Linked DNA regions of Canis lupus: region 1 is linked to region 2. A link is a contact called in public Hi-C data. All regions are on one chromosome and are shown on one strand. Each heading gives the region's core, a stretch centred on a gene start, on an enhancer-like site or on the middle of the called end of the contact. The rest is flanking DNA. Distances are from core to core; before and after follow the strand shown.

Evidence for each region. A called contact is a pair of places that touch in the nucleus more often than the background predicts.
Region 1: a contact with region 2 is called in a Hi-C map of skin fibroblasts, with 2.2 times the contacts expected there. The contact joins the promoter of NSG2 here to the enhancer-like site in region 2. A contact is called at or near these places in 2 of 9 Hi-C or Micro-C datasets (amygdala and skin fibroblasts).

What each region holds. Positions count from the first base shown.
Region 1 is chr4:39,435,800-39,442,334 of UU_Cfam_GSD_1.0, forward strand. NSG2 (neuronal vesicle trafficking-associated protein 2) reads right to left here and starts at 1,299. Exons shown (of 5, transcript XM_038533742.1): 1 at 1,131-1,299; 2 at 68-218. The coding sequence starts at 196.
Region 2 is chr4:39,180,318-39,186,402 of UU_Cfam_GSD_1.0, forward strand. No RefSeq gene overlaps it. Among named protein-coding and RNA genes, the nearest start is that of NSG2, 250 kb to the right of the region's middle. Within about 2 kb of position 3,169, at least 2 of the 20 cell types and tissues checked have an H3K27ac peak or open chromatin away from gene starts, as enhancers often do.

The DNA.
Region 1 (6,535 bases), core at 49-2,548, 250 kb after region 2:
GCTTTATTTCCTGAGATGGGAGGTGGGGAGCATGAGGGTCTGATGGGGAAAAGAGCAACTGCTTTACCTTTTCCGGAGCAGGCAGCTGTAAGTGGTTAACCTCCAAAGGAGTGATGAGAGGGACGGTCTGGAAGCCATCCTCAACCGAAGGCGGCTTGGTTCCCTTCTCACTGGGGTTACTGTTCAGCTTCACCATCCTTATGCCTTTCTTCCCAGACCTAAGACAAGCAGTGGAGTTCTAGTTACAGTGGGAGGTGAGGCAGGGAAAGAGAAGGCTGATGACAGAGAAAACAGCAGCGTTCTCAACGGGTCCACTCGGCTTTCAGTGTAGAGATCAGTCATCTATCTATCCTCTGCTAGATTTCTTGACATGAAACTCATTATCCAGTGAAACTTCTTTCATCATCAAAATATGCCACCTTCCCATGGGGTTCAATAGCCCTCAAATTCAGGAAACTCAAGGAAAATCCCAGACTTACACAAACAATATACAAGCTTTCAAAAAAAAAAAAAAAAAGACATTAGAGCTAATACAGTTATATAACCTCAGTGAAAAGCTAATTCTTACTGAAAAATTAAATCCTATTATTCTGGGTCACCCTGCTGTACGATAAATTTCACCTTACCACCACACCTTACCCCCTTGCTATTTTATTATGCTAGCTTTTCTTCAGCCATCTCCCTAAAACACAATAAATACATTAAATGTCTCTATGTGTACTGTACCCTTTCACATGAAATGTAAGTGGTACAGGAGAGACAATTTCATAAAACAAAACAAAACAAAAAGGTTGTCTTGAACCTGATTCTGTTATTCAGCCATGGAATGCCTCCATTTCCTCAATAGTGAAGGGCCTTTTTTTTTTTTTTCTTCCATGGAAAGTTAGCAGCCCCCATATTGCAAGATTGCCAACTAAATAAACAAATCACATTTATTTCTCTCAAGCTCCTTTGGAAGTCAAACGGTGCTCCCACCCCACCCTTATGAAGCCCATACAACTGAATTTCTCTTGTCAATCCTGCTGATGGAACATTATTAGGCAAAATAGGATTGTTGTGGAGGTGAAAGGGATGGTAAAGGGTCGGAGGATATTAAGGAGTGATTATAGCAAAAACAAATGCCTACTTACTGTGCTGCACTCTTGGGGGGTCAAAGCAGATTCAAGCCAATTTGAAGAGGAGGAGGACGACCAGGAGTCCTCCCTCCTCAGCCCGAGCTTGTGGTGCTGAAAGGACAGCGCCTTGCCTGTGTCTGGATTGGGAGTTTCTGAGAGCGAGGCGCGAGCGAGAGGAAGAGCTCCTGGCAGCTGCCTGCCTGCTCCCTCGCTCGCACCCCCTCCCACCGGGGAACGGGCTCCCACACCATCTGTCATCTGGCACCACCTGCTGTTTCTCATGCATGGCCACAACCAGGGCATGAGACAAAATGGTTTCAAGAAAGTGGGAGGGATTCTGGCAATAATAATAATAATAATAACAACAACAACAACAACAACCATATAATAAGCAATCTTTCAGTCTTTAGAAAAAAAGAGGAAGGAGACATATTCATTAGGAGAAGGGACCACCTTTTAAAATCTTCCAGAGCAATATTATAAAACCCAAAATGGTTCAGGACCTGCACTATGCTCTGACCTGAAGTAAAGGGGAAACTATATTTATTGAGTATATCCCATGAAGCGGGCACTTTTCCAGGCTCTTTCAGACTATTTCCTTCATTTGCAAAATGTGATAGGGTTAGTGTGAGGTGTGAATGTGGTAACAGCTCAGAGGCACATGGCTAGCCCTGCATGTGAGAAGCTACTATTCTCACAATACCACCATAATCACACAGGTCAGCTAAGGTTGCACAGCTGGTATAGCACCATGAGCTGGAATTTGAGCCTGGATCCATAGCCACTGATGTTTTCATGCAGTTCACAACTTTTTATGGCTTCCAAGTTGGTGTCTGGAATCAGGGGAGGAGAAGTCCTAGTGTCAGCTCTATGAAGTTCTGACTGTGGAGATCTTGGACATTTTATATTCCCTCTCCAAGCCTCCATTTCTTTATCTCTGATATGCGAATAATAATACCTTCCTTGCAGAGTGGTTGTGAATAAGATGAGACTGTGCTCAGGGAAACCTCTTTTAACTCAGAGACAGGGTTCTGAATGGCTGAATTATTTCACCTCTGGGGATTGCCCTTACACTCTTGGAATCCTTTGAGATTAAGACTACTGCCACAGGTTTCTCCTCACTGTGATTCAAATCACTGTTGGTCACTTATCCCCAGCTGCAGTGATGTTTATGATGCACGTCATAAGATCCAGTGGTTTTGGTATTAGTAATAGCATTCTCTTTCACTTTCAAAAATATCCTGGTTCCCATGATAAATTGTTTGGTCACCTAAATTAGTGCTCACATGATGAGCATACATTCTACTGGCTAAAAAGCCAGAAGAAAACATGCTTTTATCTGTATTGTTCAGTAATGAAATGGACATGTATGTGCATGTATGCGTGTGTGTGTATGTATGTATGTGTGTGTGTGTGTGTGTGTGTAAACAGAAATGCTTCTGAGACAGTAAAGTCTATAACATATCAGACCTGTACAGGGTACTATCAATATCAATAGAGGTATGTATATATATGAGAGGAAGTTACTCTAATATTAGTTTCTCATTTTCTCCTTTCCAAAGACCAAGATGATTTTCAGGTGCAAGCATAATCTAAGGACAACACAATGTAGACACCTACATGGAGTCAATTGTGAACATTTTTGTTCAATTTAATTATTTCTGCCTCCAGAGGGGGAAAAAAAACCTTCACACAGCTATGGGTAATTCACAAGCAGAAATCAACACTTTAATAACTCCGAGCCAGAGATCCTGATAGTTTAGTAAAAAAAAAAAAAAAAAAAAAAGGTCCAGGAGAAGTGTCTGTCTCATGGCAATAAGGAATCCAAGCTTTTGGGTAAGTGAAGCCAGGAGAGAGGCTGCAGGAAGAAACAGGGGGCTGGAGTGATGTGAGAAAATCCCTTATGGGAGAATATGATATTGAAAGGTGCTTAATATAATAGACTATTATTCTCCTATTGAGTTCTGGGAAACATGCTTGACAGTGAAAACACAAATAGGACATTTTTATGAGGTTTTCCATGTGTAGATGTAATATATAGCATAACTGCAACAAAAAGAAGAGAATATAAAGGGGCCACTACAGTAGTAATGTATCTGTACTCTACACGGTAAATTACTGATTCCCACTGAACAGTGAAAAATTAGTTATGTCTATTCCCCATAATAACCAAAAATATACAAAGATAAGGTCAAAACTGCAATAAAGAAATATAAATGGAATACTAAAAAAAAAAAAAATCCAAAAAAGGCAGAAAGGAAAAACAACAACAACAAAAACAAAGGAAATAAGCAGAAAACAAATAATGAAATAGTAGACTAAATCCAAACTTAACATTATCATTCAGAGTTCATAGTCTGCATTAGAGCTCACTCTTGGTGTTGTACATTCTATGGATTTAGACAAATGTGTAATGTCTCCACCATCAGACTATCACACAGAATAGGTCACACTGCTGTAAAATCCTCTGTTCTTCACCTGTTTATCCTTCCCACTCCCCTAATCCTTAGCAACCACCGATCTTTTTATTGTCTCCATAGTTTTGTTTTTCCAGAATGTCATGTGGTTGGAATCATATCATAAGTTGCATTTTATTATGTGAAAGAACCAATCTTTCACATAGTAAAATGCATTTATGTGTCCTCCATGTCTTTTCATGGCCTGCTAGATCATCTTTTTTTTAGCACTGAATAAGATTCCATTGTCTGGGTGTTCCACAGTTTATCCACTCGCCTACTAAAGAACATTGTAGTTGCCTCCACATTTTGGGAATTATGAATGTGGCTGCTAAAAACATTTGTGTGCAGGTTTTTGTGTGGACATAAATTCCCGACTCCTTTACAGAAAAACAAAGGAGTCCAATTCCTGTATCATATGATAAGAGTATGTTCAGTTTTATAAGAAACTGCCAGACTCTGTTCCAAAGTGTACCATTATGCATTATGCATTCTCATTCACGCAATGAATGAGAATTCCTATTACTCCATATCCTTGCCAACATTTGGCATTGCCAAGTCTCTTGAATTTGGCCATTTTAATAGGTACAGAGTAGTATCTCATTGTTGTTTAATTTTCATCTCCATGATGACATATGATGTGGAACATCTCATTTGCTTATTTGCCATCTATATATCCTCTTTAGTTAAGTGTCTATTAAGGTCTTTGGCTCATTTTTAAAAATAGGTTTTCTTATTGTTGAGTTTTAAGAATTCTTGTATATTTGGGGTAATAGTCCCTTATAAAAAAACATATCTTTTGCAAATACTTTCTCCCAGTCTGTGGCTAATCTTTGCATCCTTTCGAGAGTATCTTCTGCAGAGCAGAATTTTTTTTAATATTGATAAAGTCCAGCTTATCAATTATTTCTTCCATGGTTCATGCCTTTGCTGTTGAATCTAAAACACCACCACCAAACACAAGGTCATCTAGATTTTCTCTTATGTTATCTTCCAGGAATTTTATAGTTTTACATTTTACATTTAGGTCTGTGATCCATTTTGAGTTAATCTTTGTAAAGTATGGAAGGTCTGCATCTAGATTATTTTGCATGTGGACATTCAATTGTTCCAGCATCATTTGTTGAAAAGACTCTCTTCTGTCCATTGAATTGTCTTTGCTCTTTATCAAAGATTGATTGACTATATTTAGGCTTATTTCTGGGTTCTCTATTTTGTTCTCTTGGTCTATTCTTTCTCCAATAACACATTGTCTTGATTATTGAAGATTTATAATAAGTCTTGAAGTCAGATAGTGTCAGTCTTCCAACTTTGTTCTTCTTTTTCAATATTGTATTGACTATTCTGGATCTTTTGCCTCTCTATACAAACTTAAGCATTAATTAGTTGATATCCATAAAATAACTTGCTAGGATTTTTATTGAAATTACATTGGTCCTATAGATCAATAGAAAATCTGGCATCTTGGGAAAAATTGACACATTTACAATATTGAGTCTTTTCTATCCATGAACATGGAATATCTCTCCATTTTTGAGATCTTCTTTGATTTCTTTCATCATATTCTTGTTTTCCTCATATATTTGATATATTTTGTTAGATTATTCTCTAGTATTTAATTTTTTTGGTGGTACAGTAAATGGTATTGTATTTTTAATTACAAATTCTACTTACTCATTGCTGGTGTATAGGAAAGCATCTGACCTTTGTATATTAACCTTGTATCTTGCAACTTTGCTATAACTACTTATATTAGTTCCAAGAGTTTTGTTGTTGATTCTTTCAGATTTTCTACAGAGACTCTCATGTCATCTATGAACAATTTTATTTCTTCCTTCCCAATACGTATTCCTTTTATTTCCTTTCCATACCTTTATTGAATTTTATAGGACTTCCTATAAAGTCCTATGTTTAGTTTCAGTGTGACACTGAAACATAGTTATAAGATATCCTTGCCTTGTTCTTGATTTTAGTAGGCAAATTTCCAGTTTGTTGCCATTAAGTATGATGTTAGCTGTTGGGTTTTTTTTTTTTTTACAATGTTCTTTATCAAGTTAAGAAGTTCCCCTCTTGTCAAAAGTTTTTAATCATAAATGGGTGTTGAATCTTGTCAGATGCTTTTTCTGTACCTATTGAAGTGAATATGCAATTTTTCTTCTTTAGCCTATTAATGTGATGGATTACATTAAGTGATTTCCAAATGTTGAAGCAGCCTTGCATACCTGGGATAAATGATTGCATATATAATTAGTTGTGTGTATAATTGTTTTTATACATTATTGGATTCATTTTGCTAATATTTTGTTGAGGAGTTTTGCATCTATAATCATGAAAGATATTAGTCTGTAGTTTTCTTTTGTAATTTCTTTGTCTGATTTTGCTATTACGGTAATGCTGGACTTACAGAATGAGTTAGGATGTTTACCCTTTGCTCCTATCTTCTGAAAAGATAGATAATTGACATGATTTCTTCCTTTAATGTTTGGTAGAAATCATCATTGAATCCATCTGGGCCTGGTGCTTTCTGTTTTGAAAGGTTATTAATTATTGATTCCATTTCTTTAGGAAATACAGATTTATTCAGATTGTCTATTTCCTTTTGCATGAATTTTGGCAGAGTGTGTCTTATATGGAATTGGTCCATTTTATTTACATTATTAAATGTGTGGGCATAATATTTGTTCATAGTACTCCTGTATTATCCTTTTAATGTATATGGAATTATGGTGATGTCTCCTCTTTCTTTTATGATATTAATAATTTATGTCCTCCCTCTTCTTTTTTTTCAGTTAGCCTGGTCAAAATCTTTTCAAAAACCACCTCTTAGTTTTATTGATTTTCCTTACTGATTTCCTTTCACTTTACCTCTCCAGATATGTATTGGTCCTGTTTTCGCTCTTCTTTTCTGGGATGCTAATTACATGTATGTCAGACCTTTCCCCAACATCTCCTATGGCCTTTTCT
Region 2 (6,085 bases), core at 1,919-4,418:
CTCACTTATAGGATGGAATTTATAACCTCATTCTCATGGGTTATTATAAAGATCACATTAGTTGATATTCCAAAACTGGTTTACATACTAGGATTTTGAATCACACAAACTCAGGTGTATTACTGCTGGTTAACTGTGATCCTGGGCAAGTTATTATTCTAGTCTATGTCTCCTTACATTAAAAATATGGATAATAGTAGTATAGATCTCAAGAGTATTTCTGAAGCTCGAATGAGAAATAATGTGTGGAAAGTATTTACCTCAAGATCAGGCACATGGTAAGCACATTGCATATCATTATGGAGAAATTATTTGTAAAGTGTTTAGTACAATCCTTGATACATAGTAGATGTTCATTTTTTCCCTCAGTTTGGACTAGCCCATGGCTAGGAATTGTCCTTGAAAATCTAATCAACCCATTAGTCTCCACCAAGATGCTGAGAGGGGATGAGAAGGTAGCCCCTGAATCCATCCCAGTCCGTGTGTTGCATGTCAGGAAAGTGGGGAGATTGTCTCCATTCCATCTAGCTGAGCTTCCTCGGGCAGAGGTCCAGAGTCTATGGAATGGAAAGCTGACACACCAGGGCATTCATTCTGGAAGAAAATTAAAGCCCATTAGAAGAAAATACTTCAATCGGCTGGACCATTCCACATGGAGCGACATCCTGGCACATCTAATGGAATTACTAAACAGTGGGGGTGGCACAGACCTCCTTTCCTTGGGGTGTTGGGGAACCAGAAAGAATATTCACATGGCCCATACCAATAGGCAGCAGAATTATGCTAATAAGCATCTCGGCCTGTTGAAAGTGAGTGGGCATGAAGTCAAGAAGGGACCAGTGCCTGGTCATCTCCACGCCCACAGGCTTGAGCAATTTGTTTTATTTTCCAAGGCTACATTCAGACCAGGGGAGGGAAGGAAAAACTGTATGGTCCAAGCATGGCTGGAAGACCCCAAAATAGGTGACTTTTGCCCCTTGAGCCAAACCTCATCAAAGGGAGGACAATAACGTCTATCCGGAGCCTTCACTTTGCCAGGCTCTAGATTACTGTGGCCCCTCCAAACCCTGAGACACTGAGATAAGTTAGGAAAGTGACCTGCCCAACGTTAGAGTCAGTTTCCAACCAGGGTGCCAGGTGCCAAGGCCTGGGTTCTTTCATTGAAAAACTCTCTTGAGTCTGGTTGTAACATAGCAACTTGTTTTGGAGTTACCCAGATGTGGGTGCTACAACCTATTAGCCATGTGACCTGAGAGTCCTGATTATCCCCATCTGTGAAATGGAAACAGCAATGTCTATTTCAAAGGATCATGGTGGAGATTCTATTGCAATAAGGGCTATGAAGATACTCTGAAAACTATATATTCTCTGTCCATACATGCACAGATGGTTTTATTTTACTTTTTCCAAAGGGACTCAGAGAGCAAGAGGAAGAGTGGCAAGGAGGGTGGAGAATTAACCCTTATACGTGGCAGGCTAGAAATCCCCCAAGGTAGAGCTGGTCCATATTGAGTGCCTACAGAGGTAGCGTAGTAAAATCTTGGCATGCAAGGACATAAAAGGAACATAGGACAGGGTGCTTTTAAGCCAGCACAGTGAGCCCTTCACACATGGTGCCAGCAGACCAGGACTTCTGAGTATTCCCAGCTCCTGGGCTGGTATAGGGAAACATTCACGTGCACATGACTGAGGGAATGAACGATCGAACTAAAGTTCTAAGCAAGGCCACAGGCCTGCGTGCAGGATGGAGGATGGCTGATGAGGCCTCTCCTCACTTCCCACAGCTCAGTGATGTCACATATGTTTTTAGTTTAGTTTTTTTTTTTTTATTTAAAAGACTTATTTTATTTTATTTTATTTTATTTTATTTTAATTTTATATATAGAGAGAGCACAACAAGGGGAGCGGCAGGCAGAGGGAGAGGGAGAAGCTGACTCCTGCTGAGCAGGGAACCCGATGCAGGGCTTAATCCCAAGACTCTGGGATCATGACCTGAGTCAAAGACAGACACTTAAATGACTGAGCCTCCCAGATGCCCCTTTGGGTGTTTTGTTTGTTTGTTGTTTTTAATAAATTATTCTCTTAAGGTCTCCTTAAAAGTATCCCACCTCCTGAGAGTCCCAAGCAGTTTCTTCTTCACCTGTGCTCAAGATATTTTATCCTCATGCCTAAACCCCTTTATCTTCTTACAAAACCAAGTGAGAAGTATGCAAGAGTTAAGTGTGTGCATTTTTAAGCTGAAAATTTTTCTCGAGCAGTCGAGTGAAGAGCAAGTTCCATAGCTTCGGGGCTCTGGGAGCGGGGAGAGGCTGGAGTCCTGGACAAGCTCTCGCAGGGCAGCCTCTGTGCTGGACTCCAGGACAGGGGGAGAGGTGGGTTGCAGAGGTCTGAGGGGTAGGGGCCCACCAGGACACTATCACCAATCATAGGCTGGAAGTGGGAGAATTTAATCTTCTTCAAGAAATCCTTACGGTGTAAAAAAAGTCGGGTGCAATATTATAAAAACCCTGCAGAGAGGTTTTAATGGGAGTAGACACATTGGGAGCATTCTCTAGGTCCAATTTTCTCATTATAAAACTGACCGAAGTGTAAAAAACACCCGATGCATATTTAATATCTCTAATATGTGGCTGCCTTTTAGCCTCGGGAGAAGGACAGGTATTCATTTTCATCAATTACTTTTTAACTATTTTTTTTTTTCAAAGGGGGGTGGGGGAAAGAAAACAGAGACAAAACAGATGCCTTGAGCCCTTTGATCAGCCTCCCTGCAGACAAGCAGGCTGCCCGCTAGCACCTCTTTAACTATAGCTTGCCAGGGAGAAAATGAATGGTTTCAGCTCTGCAATCATAGTGCCTGCCGAAGGCCTGTCATCGAAGCCAGAGGGACCTGGTCCCAACCAGCTCTACTAGCCCCAGAATTACAACCAGCGGGCCCAGAGTTAAATACCCCCTGTGGCCAGCGGCTTCCACCGGCCCAGGAGCTCCGGGCCAGCCACCCGACCCCCTGCTCACGTCCCCCACCCCACCCCTGTTGCTATAAATATAGAAAACTAAGATCATACACACTGACTCAGGCAGGCCAGACAGGAGAGAAAGAAGCAGGAGACAGCAGCCTTATCTCCTGCTCGAGAGTCGGGGAATGCGGCTGGCAGGGAGGGGAGGGTGCAAGAGGCAGAAGGTCAGATTTCTGGAGCATCCCGTGCAGAACAGGGACAGCCCACGCTGGGCCAGAGCCTCTTGCCAAATCTGCTGGGAGCATGCAGGCTGGTTTGGGGGATGTTAAGCACCAAGTGCCTATTGCCTCATTTCAGAAGGGAAAAGAGGAGAGGGTAATAATGACTCGGGGCCCTATCCTTAGGCTCTGCCCCGGGCAATTAGTGTATTTAGCCCCAGTATATTTGGCCAATAGCTCGACATACTCAGGGCCAGGCTCTGTGCCAGGCACATGATGGAAGCCTGAATAAGGTCACTTAGACGAATGAGGGATGGCCAAATTTTTAGAAGACAAAGTTGAAATTCACAGAAGTTCAGTGACCTGCTAGAGGTGGAATTAGGATCCAGATGGGCCTACCCACAAAGCCAGTTCTGCCCCGGAAGTGTGTGCTGCCTGTCTGAAAAGAGGTGGTGGGCTTCCCAACCAAGAAATGTGGGTTGACTCCCAGGGCTGGCACTGGCGGGGGAGACACCCACCTCTGGAGCAGAATTTAAGGGGGCATTAAAAAAACTCAGTGATCAAGATTAATAATATTTTAATTCAGTATTTTCCAATATCAGAGTTAATGCAAAAATCCGTGATAAACAAAATACCAAATTTTGAAATAAAAACAAAATCAGTTTTACCGATCCTTCCTTTTGCTTCAGGCTTCACTATGACCTGGCAGATGCTGCTGACTTAACGTGCTGTGTGACCCTGGGCATGCATTTTCCCTCTCTGCACAAAAGGAGCAGACCAAAGGCTCCTGGAGCCGCTTCCAATTCCAACACACTGGTGTAGGGGTTCAAGCCTGGCCCAGGGGTGGTTTCTGGGGTGGGCGTGGGCCCCGCAGAGGCGCCTGCCAGTCTGCAGCTGGGAAGCTGGGGAAGGTATGTGGATGAGCGCTCACTTCCCAAAGCGCTCACTCGCCTGTCCTTGTGCAGCATCTGGGTTGAGTTTCACAAGTGCCTCCCCAAGAATGTGAGGAAGGGCACTGGGAACCGAGGTCAACTGCAGACATGACGTTGGTACATTTTTGGCTCCGTGGGGCTGGGATGGCTCGAGGGGAGTTCTGCTGGCTTTCATGGTGACGGTGATGACAGCCTGTCATGAAGTCACTGATGGCTCCAGCTTGTCCTCCTGGGATGCCAGCTCTTGGGGTCACTTCTTTTCATTCATGTGGCTTTTTCATTTTTCCCCCATCCCCATTAGCAGAAATTCTTTTATTTTCAGAACAATGAGAGGGACAGCTGGGGAACTGCTACAGTTATTTGCTTAAATTCTTCTGACATTTGCTCATTGCTTTGTAATTACATTTCTGATTTTGTCTTCTCCCACAAATTTGTACAATAGATTGGTTCCAGCCATTCACTAGATCATTCATTCATTCATTTACTTAAATAGAATTTACTAATACCTCCTGAAGGGACTGACATTTGGGTGAGTGCCCTCTTGGCACAATGCACCATGCCAAGCAGTCACCCATTGATCCTTCCAGTCCAATACGTGTCAAGCACCTACTATGTGCCAGGTACCTGTAAGTTCTGGATTTACATGATGGAGCAAACCAGCCACATCACTAGCCTTGCAGAGCCGAGGACACGTTTAGGGTGGTTTGTTCCCGGGGAAGACTGATGTTAACCAAACAGGAACAGGCGCACTGTAGCTACCATCTCTGTGATGGTTGATGGAATGTGTCAATTTTACCTGAACATGGAGAGCCCAAATATTTGGTTAAATGTTATTTCTAGGTGTGTCTATCAGGGTGCTTTCAGATAAGATTAGCATTTGAATTGGTAGGCCTAGTAAAGGAAATTGCCCTTTCTAACACATATGGGCTTGATCCAATCAGTTGAAGGCCTGACTAGAACAAATAGGTAGAGGAAGGCAGAATTTGCTCTCTAACTGTTGAACAGGGACTTCAGTCTTCCCCTGCTGTCGCACTGGAAGTCACACCATCAGTTCTCCTGGTTCTCAGGGCTTTGGATGCAGATTGGAACGACACCACTGGCTTTATGGGCCTCCAGCTTATAAATAACAGATTGTAGACTTCCTAACCTCCAAAATTATGTGAGCCAATTCCTTACAATAAATCTCTTTACATATAAATAGGATGTGTGTGTGTGTGTGTGTGTGTGTGTGTGTGTGTGTTCTGTTTTTATTGGTTTTGTTCTCTGGAGAGCCCCAAGACCACCTTTGAGAAGAGCCAAGAAGAAAAGTCATATAGTAGTCTTGAAAGCATGCAGTAGGAGTGTCCAGCTTGTCCAGGGGTTGATGGGTATCTTCTCCCAGGGAGTGGCAATAAAGCTGGGATGTTAGAGACAGCCAGTAGTTAATTAACTAGGTGAAGAAGGGGAGGAAAATGCATCTGGTACAGATAATAGCATGTGCAAATGTCCTGAGGTAAGGGCATGGATAAATATGAGAAATTGGAACAAAGTTCAGTGGCTAGAGTGTAGAGAGCCACACTACTTCATAGGGGATGAGGCTGAAGAAGTACATAGAGGCCAGATTATGCAGAGTATCACAGGTTATTTTGAGAGGTTGGGTCTTGGCATTATCATCTTGACTGTGTTAGATGTTACTGTTACTGTTGTTACCATGATTTCTCAGGTGAAGAAAATAAGGCTCAGGGAGGTTAATTCATCTGTCCACCAAATATTTATTGAGCACTTACTGTGTGTCAGGCACTGTGCTGGGTGCTGGGGAAACAGCTGTGAGTAGACAGGCAGGGTCTTGCTGCTGGGCACTTTCATGCATACAAGTGCTACCGGCAGGATGAGGACTTGGCTCTGCCAGTCCCAAAGGCTTTGTGCTCACTTGTCTTATGGCTTCCTGGGCCCAGCCCTGGGATGAAACATGCCCAGCGTGCTCAGAGTCTAGTGGTGATCA